Regions from separate parts of the Mus musculus genome. Here region 1 is linked to region 2. A link is a contact called in public Hi-C data. All regions are on one chromosome and are shown on one strand. Each heading gives the region's core, a stretch centred on a gene start, on an enhancer-like site or on the middle of the called end of the contact. The rest is flanking DNA. Distances are from core to core; before and after follow the strand shown.

Region 1 (4,357 bases), core at 972-3,471, 68 kb before region 2:
TGTTGGCTCTGTGGAAGAAAGCAGTGGCTTCTAATGTCAGTTCTAATGTCAGAGTGGGTGCTAGGAAAGCTATAAACACTTAGGGATCTTGGGCCAAGAAGAAGCTGGCCACACAGGTTAGAGATGATAGAGATAAAGGCTTCAAGCTGTCTGTCAGGAGAAGAACAGAAGAAACTGGACTTGGGTTCCTTCACCTGGAGAGCTATTGTCTATCTCCTGACAGACATGCACTGGCTCCCCAAGGCTCAGCTCACCCCTCTTTGGAACTTTGCCTAAGACACCACTGTCTCTGACTCGGCCTCCTGCAGTCCTGGCTTAGACATTTTCTCTTCCTTCTGCCAACAAGTTGTTAGATTGAAATGTTTAGAAGCACAGACATTGGCTGTTTCCACTTTAACCTTAGTAGCCGCTACACAGTGAGTGTCAACGTGTACTCAAAGCATGAGCAGGATCTGTGTCCCCCTCTCATGAGAAAAAGTGACTGACTTTGGTGAAGGAGAGAGACAGGGGTATCCTCATTGGCATCCCTTCTAAGATAGACAGAGAGGAGCTGATCTCACACCAGGGGCTAAAGGTAAGAGCAAATTAGCAACACATAGAGCTGACTGGTGCCTGAGCATCCTCACCCATGTCTTCTAGTGACTAATAAGTAAGTCCAGTGCTACCCATAAGAGTAGTCAGGCATGATGGTACACACCTTTGACCCCAGCACTGGGGAAACAGAGGCAGGCTGTGAGTTCACTATGAGTTCAAAGTCAACCTGGACTGAATATCAAGCTCAGGCCAGCCAAGGCTACACAGGTGAGACCCTGCCTCAGACAAACAAACAAACAAATAGATAGATAGAGAAATAATAAAAAATAAAAAGAGGAGTCTCTTGAAACCTTGCAAGATCCAGTCAGAAGCAGCAGTAGCTGTACAGAGGAAGGTCGCCTCAGCAAATGGAAATGCATCTGATAGCCCTTAAATCGATGGGTGAGATCCACATCTCAGAGAATAATGTTCAATATTTAAGTTCTCTGAGTATAAAGAGAAGGTAAGGGTGAGAGGGAACGGTGTCCTCCTCCTCCTCTTCTTGCTTTTTATCACATTAAAATCTCATTAACTCTCTTTACAAAGGTAAACCCTGGTCCTCATGGTGGATTTGTGGGAAGGGTTTCTGGAGGTGAGCACATGTCCCAGAGCCTGAAAACTTGGAGTGTGTGAACCTGTCATGGTAGATAGAGATGTCTTTCATGTCCTACTTCCAAGCCTTGTCCACCTACTTCTTGTAACAAGCCACCATGGCTGTGGAGATGTACTATCTTCATAGCATAATTCTGGACCAGATGGCCACCACCCTCCACACAGACCTAGATGTCCAGGCTAGCAGACTGCTTACAGAGTTTGCCAACCCACGGGTCTGGGGGACTGCTCACTTTGGCCAGGCCTTCCTGTTGGCAGTACATTAGAGCTGTAACCGGCCTTTTACAGTGGACTCTGGGGCAACAGGACTTCAAGCCTGGGATGCCAGCTCCTCACTGCGTAAAGGGCTCAGTTCTTTACTGGAAAGATCCCAGTTTAATTTGCACGGATACCATAAATGGTTTTATTGTCTTTCCTTTTCCACATGGAGAAAGTAGAGGTTGCAAGAATCAGAATTAGGAAGGAGTCCTGCTCCAAAACGACGCAGAACTAAGATTTGAACCTGTCTGTTTGATACTCCCAAGAGCTATTTCCTGTTTGCTTATTTGTCTGGATTTTTTGTTTGTTTGTTACAAGCATGTGTCACCAAAGCCCAACTCCAAGAGCTTTTAAGAGACAGACAGCTTTTTAGCAGGACTGGAAAACAAAGACTGAATGTTGGTCAAGGAGTGTAGCTCAGTGGTGTGATACTTAGCATGTGTAAGGTCCTGAGTTGGATCTCCAGTCCCCTAAAAGATTGGATATTATTTGGACACTGTGGGTCACATCTGACACTGGACAGTGTGGGAGGGATGGGAAATGATCCTTCATTCAGAGGACGACTTACCAAGGTTGAGAAGTCGACACATATTTGCTGGCTGAAGGACACCATGAAACAGGGTTTGGGGAAAAGGGCTTCAAGAGGACCGGAGGAAGGGTCCACTTAGCTTGCAGGGAACCCAGGGGACACGGGGAGGCAGCTCTGAGCTGTGTCGGGAGCAAGCCCAGGTGCTGGGACGCTGCAGAGAAGGGAGTGTTATACTGCAGGGTTGGAAGGGTTCAAACCAGTTCAGCCGAGTTCAGCTTAGGGCTGGGAGAGTTGAAGGTGAAGGGGGAGGTGCGAGGGGCGGAGCCAGATCACAGAAGCTTCCGCAGAAGCGTCCGAAGTAGAAATGGGGACTTACTGGGAGGCTTTTGAGTAGAGAAGTCAAGGATCCCATTAAATCCTTGATTAAAGCACCCCCCCCCCAAGTATTGCTGAATCCATCCTGACTCCTGAACACAAAGCTCACAAAACAGAAAGATGTAGGAAGTCAGACAAAACCCTGACAAAGACACATAAGTCTGCTTACTTCTGAGGAAAGACAGCCAAGTCCAACCACCTTCCCTCTTCCTCAGCCAGGAATGGCTCCATTCTCCTAACTGGAGGTCATTCACCAAAAAACCAAAAAACAAACAACAACAACAAAAAACAAAACAAAACAAAACAAAACAAAAACCCTAGGGCAACAAATTCAATCCCTCCTCCTCTCAGAGGAAAAAAAAAATTCCAGCTGGGAAATGACAGTCCCTTCCTCTCCTTCCTGTTGGGCGGTCAGCCCAGAGAAGACTGCTACCCTGTTCTCACCTCCTCCTACCAGACGCACTCGCTGGAGTGGGAACAGGATCCTGATGGCTTAATTGAGTTAAAAGGGAAAGTGCGGGTCCTCTAAAAGCCTCCTCGATGGCTTCAATGGCTTCGGAGAGGCACTCAGGGCTCTGAAAAACCTTGTGGTGGTGGCAGAGGCTCAGTCCCTGGGCTAGGGAAAAGCAAAGTGAATTTCCCAAGTGCAGAACTCCCGAGCACTGAGAGTCAGCTGCCCGACCCGGCACAAACGGCTTGTTTACATTCTTCTCTTGGGCTGAAACCCATCTATTTAAACTTTAACCAGAGGCAATTATAAACCCAGGAAAGCCAGACATGGCAGCCTGCACAGGACACAAGTCGGATGCCAGCAGTCTGGCACTGAGTCCGAGGAAGAGAGGAGTATTTTGAGACAGGGGTCCAGGAAGAGCCACAGAGATCTGAAAGTAAGAGGTACTTTACTCTTACTGGTCCTCAGACGCGGCCCAGAGAAAACTGGGGGTGGAGGCAGCAAGGCAGGCTAGAGACAGGATTCCAAAAGCCTATTCACGATGGCCCTGAGCCTGCCATCTTCCTTTTGCCTAGGCTGAGAATGGCCCCGTTCACCTGATTCTGGAGACCAGTCCATCTATTCCCATCTCAAGGTGCTTTGGGTTGGTCCCTGGTTCCTAGGTAGCCATGTTCTTACTGAGCTCTGATTTGGTGAGAGGAGAGGCAGGGTGTGTATGGGGGTGGAGTAGGGTGGGAGCCACTCCGGAGGCCTTTTGGGTAAGGATACTAACCTCATTCATGAGGGCTCTGGCCTCAAGACCTAATAAAGACCCTTGTTTCCTTCCTGGGTCAAAGTGCATTTATTTGCCCAGCGGTTGGCAGCTAGGGGAGATAGTTCTCCTAAAAGGTCAAGCAAAATTTCCTGGCAAAGCTCTTCTGGGAGGGAGCCTTGATGAACAGCCTAGTTAGTGGTCTAGGGTATGCTCAATTTGACGGAGGCCCCACTAATGCCTAGAGGGAACTCATCTGCTGGTTTGATATGGGTGAATCCTATGAGCCTGTACAGAGACACAAAGCCACAGCTTCAAAGTTGATGTTTTATACTGAATTCCAGGTCTTTGGTGGGCTGATCAATCAGGGCCAATTTGTGATATATTATAAGAATTTGAGGAGCAAGGTATACCTTTAATCCCAGCACTTGGGACAGTCAGGTAGATCTCTATGAGTTTGAGGTCAATCTGGTCCATATAGTGTGTTCCAGGCTAGCCAAGGGTACATAGCAAAATGTATCCCACCCCATCCCCAAACCAGAAAAACCAAACTAAAACTATGGAAAAAAATACAGTCCCTTCCTCCCCCATTTATTTGAAAAATCTTACTACCAAAATGGTGGCATTAGCTGTAGGATCTTTACATATTAATATTACTACATTATGAGGCCAGTACTCTCAGGAAAGAAGTTAGTACCTTTAATAAGATGTCCCCAGAATGCCGCCTTCTCTTCCCACTATGTAAGGGTTCAACAAAGAAGATGGATGTCTGTGAACCAGAAAGCTGAAACTCACCAGATAGAGAACC
Region 2 (4,631 bases), core at 628-3,127:
GCTTGGAAAATTTAAGCAATTAGGTGTTCTATTCCTCCTCTGCTCATGTATGGGGTATTCAATGTAACTAGTTTTATTTGTAAAACTTTATATTTTATTCTCTTCTTCCTAGAAAAGAATTTAAATTGTATTTCAAAGGGCTTCAGGGGAAGGGTTGATGGCCAGTTGCTAGGAACTGCAAGTCATATCCCCTGCTACCTAGACTCCAGCTCCATGGATAAACTGTTTTTCACTGCTGTTAAAAGTCCCGCACCCCTAAAGCACAGAAAGTCTAAACCAGTGGTTCTCAACCTGGGTCTTGACCCCTCTGGGAAGTTGAATGACCCTTTCACAGGGGTAAAATATAAGATACCTTGTATATTACATATTTACATTATAATTCATAACAGTAGACAAATTACACTTACGTAGTAATAATGAAAATAATTACATGATTGGGGGGGTCATCACAACATGTGGAACCATATTAAAGGGTTGCAGAATGAGAAAGATTGAGAACCACAGGTCTAAACCATGTTGGTGACCATGTCAAAGCACATCATAGCTTTCACCATGAGGTTCCCCCAATCACCTGGGATACAAGATCTACATAACCACTTTTGTACCTATGTGACCATTTCTTCCCATATGGATGCAACATCTGCCAAGGAACAGGGTTATGTGAAAGAAAGCAACTTGGACTCAGAGTCCAGTTGTGTGGGCTCTAGCTCTTGGTGGTGGTGGTGGTGGTGGTGGTGGTGGTGGTGGTGGTGGTGGTGGGATGTGTTAGTGAAGATAACTCAGTGTAGCAAGAAGCACATCTGCTAATGTCCATCGCACAGACACGAACCCCAGTTTTCCACCTTGAAGCTATGTTACTCTAAGCAATTTATCTCAAGCTCGTGCCTCGGTCTTCTTCTTTGTTAAATGTCAATGCTGTCAAGAACACACAGGCACACCACCACTGCCTCTGCCACTACCCACAAAGCACCTGTTACAGTACCTTGAGGATCTACTTACCTGTCTGTCCATCTCTACATCACCCTCACCCCATACTAACAGCTTTCTCTCCAAACTACCTCTACATCCCCAACATAGTGGCTGCACCTAACCCAGAATAGATACTCAACAAGTACTTTCTTAAATGGTTATTGTCAAAATAATTGAGCAACAATTCGCCAGTCCTTTACTAGGGATCATTACGTTTGTCTCTTGCCACCAGAGAACCACCCAGAAAGAACGTGTTTTCCTTCCTGTAGAACCTACTACGATGCCATTTCAGATGCATCAAAGGCTTATGTGGTTTCTTTCTTCTTTTCAGATAAGAAAGAATTTATGGAGCACCTACCAAAGCCAAGGAATGTGTTCCTTCCTGCAGTTGTCTATTTGATGGCTAAGCGAATATAGTTTGTGATCAATCCCCAAGGTACTGAAATGCACTTGCTTACATCTAGTAACTGGCACTCCGTCAGACATTTAGATGACACAGAAGAAAATGACACAGAAGAAATTTAATCTTCTCTTAAAGTTCAGAATTTAGAAGACAACTATCTAAACTGCTTGTGACACACACACACACACACACACACACACACACACACTCATCACGGCCTTTGATCCTCTCTGTATCTGAATAATGGTGTTCACCAGAACCTTTACCATTCTGTTTTCTTCTTAGATAATCTCCTGTCTCTCAATATCTCTGTCTGAGCCCAGAATTCATAAAACAGAGCGAATGTGGTCTGCTCCCCAGTGAGCACTGGAGAGCCAGCTCCACTCTCCAATGTTCTATTGCTATTAATACAGGAGATTGATTTTTTTCGAAAGGGACATCATACGGTGTTGACTCACCACTCACAAGCCACAGGAGGCTCTAAATCTTCCTGACGTGTGTGTGTGCTTGCAAGTCATCTCGCGCCCACTCTGTACCTGTTTAATTGGATTCGGAGATCTTTGAGGACTTGATATTTGTACCCATTAACTTCATATTGTCAGGTGACTCACCACTGCATCCCATCAGCACTAGGGTAGAGGGGACTCTGACTGTATCCATTAAGTTACTAACCCTCTACTTGTGTGTCATCTGGAAATCTGCTTAGCATGCCATCAACGTTATCATCTTAGTCATCAATAAAAATGTCAAGGTGGGTGGGACAGGGACATGGGCCAGACCTGTATTGGAGCCCCAGAGACCCATGCACATTTCAGCACCTTAAAAACAGAACAAAAAAAAATCCCAAAGAACCTTTAATAACATCATTCAATCAACAAATTTTTGGGTGAGTGTCTTCCATATACTGTTTCAAGTACTGAGCCTGTAGCACTAAACCAAACAAGCTCTCTGCCCGCCCTGAAGTGTACATTCTAGAAGGCCAGCAGGGCAGTTAATCTTCAGTCATCTTGATTGGATTTAGAATCACCATGGAAACAGGCCTCTGGGCTGCATCTTATGACTGTGTTTCCAGAGAGGTTAACTGAACATGGAAGATGTATTTTGACTTCAGATGGGACCATTCCATGGAATGGGATCCTGAACCGAATAAAAAGGAGCTGTAGCTGCCCACTGGCCTTCATCACTCTCTCTCTGGTGACTGGGGACATAATGTGACCAGCTGCTTCACAGTCCGACTACTGATTTGCCTTCCCTGCCATGATGGCTTGTACCCTAACTTCCCTTCCTCGACTTTTCCTCAGGTATTTGGTCGCAGCAAGTACGGGGCTGGGGAAGCTTGGAATTGGGGATGTAGGAGGGGCTGTATGGGAACCAGATGTCTGGTGCACAGCTGTCTGTGACAACACTACTCCTGTCCCTAATTTTTGGCACACATTTGGCCCAAGAAGTGCCCCACCATGAGCAGCGAGTCTTTCTGATTCCTCAAAATTCTTTTTCTCTATGAGAAATCACATTTTTAAAGAAGTCAATATAGCGAAGATGAAGAATTTAATTTGTCTTGAAACAAAAAAAGGAAAATTGGCCTCCCAAGAAAGGCTCCTGCTTCCTGGCACTCGTAGACTACACAAACAGTGTAGGAACAAGTCAAGTCACCGGGAGGCCAGACACACCTGCTGGTGCGGTCACTTGAGAGAATTTTCAGAGTTTTGCTCAAGACATGCAGTGAATGGTTACAAACGAAATGATAGAGACAAGCTTTGAGGCAACAACTCACCTTATTCTGATCCCCCACGTTCTCAACACGGAGCCAGTCACGAGTTCAGTCACTTACAGAGAGTCAAGGGGTGGATATTAGGGTGAGCCCAGAAAATGGCTCAAAGTCTGGGCAATGAGCTTTGGAAAAGAAGACCACAGGGGACAACTTGGAAGTAACTTTTGATGTGAATGGGATTTCATATATTTTTGCGTTGTAAAATACTAATTGTATTCTTTTGATGAGAACTTTTGTTATATATTCTCACAATAATACCCCATGATATTTCTTTTTCCTCCTCCTCCTTCTCATTTTGTGTGTGTTTGTGTGTATGTGTGTGCATTTCTTTACATGTTCCTGCCTGTCTTTGTGGATATGTGGTAGGTGCACATGCACATGTGCATGGAGACCAGAGGTTGACATCAAGCTTCTTCCGTAATTGCTGTCATCATCATTATCATCTATGTCGTCGCGGCACCACCAAGCCCCAGGGATCCTCTTATCTCTGCCTCGACTGTGGTGGGATTACAGGAGCCCACTGCTGCCCTTAGCTTTCCATATGGGGATTGGGAATAAAAGTCCAGTTCTTATACTGGCAGAGCAAGCACTTTCCTAACTCAGCAATCTTCCCAGCCCACTTCTGCTATTTACAGCCATTCATTCATTCATTCATTCATTCATTCTTTCTTTCTTTCTTGACGAACTAGTTTTTACCAAATACTTTCTTTGCTACTAAGAATATAAAGGTAGATACACTAAATATAGTCCTTCAGGAAAGGGCAAGATAAAAGCAGTAAAGGCAGAGGTGATTGTCAGGACTTTATGAAGAGGAGTGGGCAGTTTGTGATGTGCAGGAGTCAGTCCTATCCATGGCGGTGGGAAGTATTTTTCAGGTAGGGAGCATGGAAGGTACACCCTGGGGAAGTCATGGTAATGGTTGCAGGCTGAGTGTCTGCATCTCGAAGTTCTTCCATGTAACCAAGACAGAGAACACCATCCAGATCAGTGAGAGGTGAGGCTGGCGGAGCAAAGAGGCCCAAATGAAACAGAAGCTTACACAGCATCTGCTAGGGGACACAGAATCTACTGAAAGTGTGGCCTTTCACCAAGGCTGATGCCAAGACTGGGGATTGATTTGGGATATATGCAGGGTGGATCAGATGTCATTCATTAACACAACAAAAAATATGAAGACGAGATGGAGAAGCTGCAGGGGAGGCAGAGACACATTTAAGCCTTGGCCACGTTCGAGCAGAGAGGTAGGCAGCTGGATCTAGAAGCAGGATGAAATCGCTTTAGAAATCATCAACACAACTTTGCTGGTTAATTTTTGTAACTTGACAAAACACTTAGTCGTACTGCATGCAGAAAAGGGAATCTTAACTGAAGAATGACTTCCGTCGAATTGGCCCTTGGGCACATCGTCAGGTCAGTTCCTTGATTGCTAATTGATGAAGCAGGGTCCAGTCCACAATGGGCAGTGCTTTCCTTAGGCAGATGGGCCTT

What was found. Hi-C and Micro-C count contacts between places; a contact is called where the count stands out from the background.
Region 1: a Hi-C map of the N1E-115 cell line shows a contact between it and region 2, with 2.0 times the contacts expected there. The contact joins two enhancer-like sites. A contact is called at or near these places in 1 of 15 datasets of contacts at CTCF or cohesin (CD8 T cells), 4 of 484 Hi-C or Micro-C datasets (the N1E-115 cell line, cortical neurons, group 2 innate lymphoid cells and 1 more) and 5 of 115 datasets of contacts at active chromatin or transcription factors (bone marrow-derived macrophages, embryonic stem cells, liver and 2 more).

What each region holds. Positions count from the first base shown.
Region 1 is chr6:31,316,570-31,320,926 of GRCm38.p6, reverse strand. The region is part of intron 2 of 2210408F21Rik (RIKEN cDNA 2210408F21 gene); the gene reads right to left. Among named protein-coding and RNA genes, the nearest start is that of Gm38782, 75 kb to the right of the region's middle. Within about 2 kb of position 2,221, at least 144 of the 459 cell types and tissues checked have an H3K27ac peak or open chromatin away from gene starts, as enhancers often do. A contact at or near this core is called in the N1E-115 cell line and pancreatic cancer cells, where this site is marked.
Region 2 is chr6:31,248,452-31,253,082 of GRCm38.p6, reverse strand. The region is part of intron 1 of 2210408F21Rik (RIKEN cDNA 2210408F21 gene); the gene reads right to left. Among named protein-coding and RNA genes, the nearest start is that of Gm38782, 7.4 kb to the right of the region's middle. Within about 2 kb of position 1,877, at least 6 of the 459 cell types and tissues checked have an H3K27ac peak or open chromatin away from gene starts, as enhancers often do. A contact at or near this core is called in the N1E-115 cell line and pancreatic cancer cells, where this site is marked.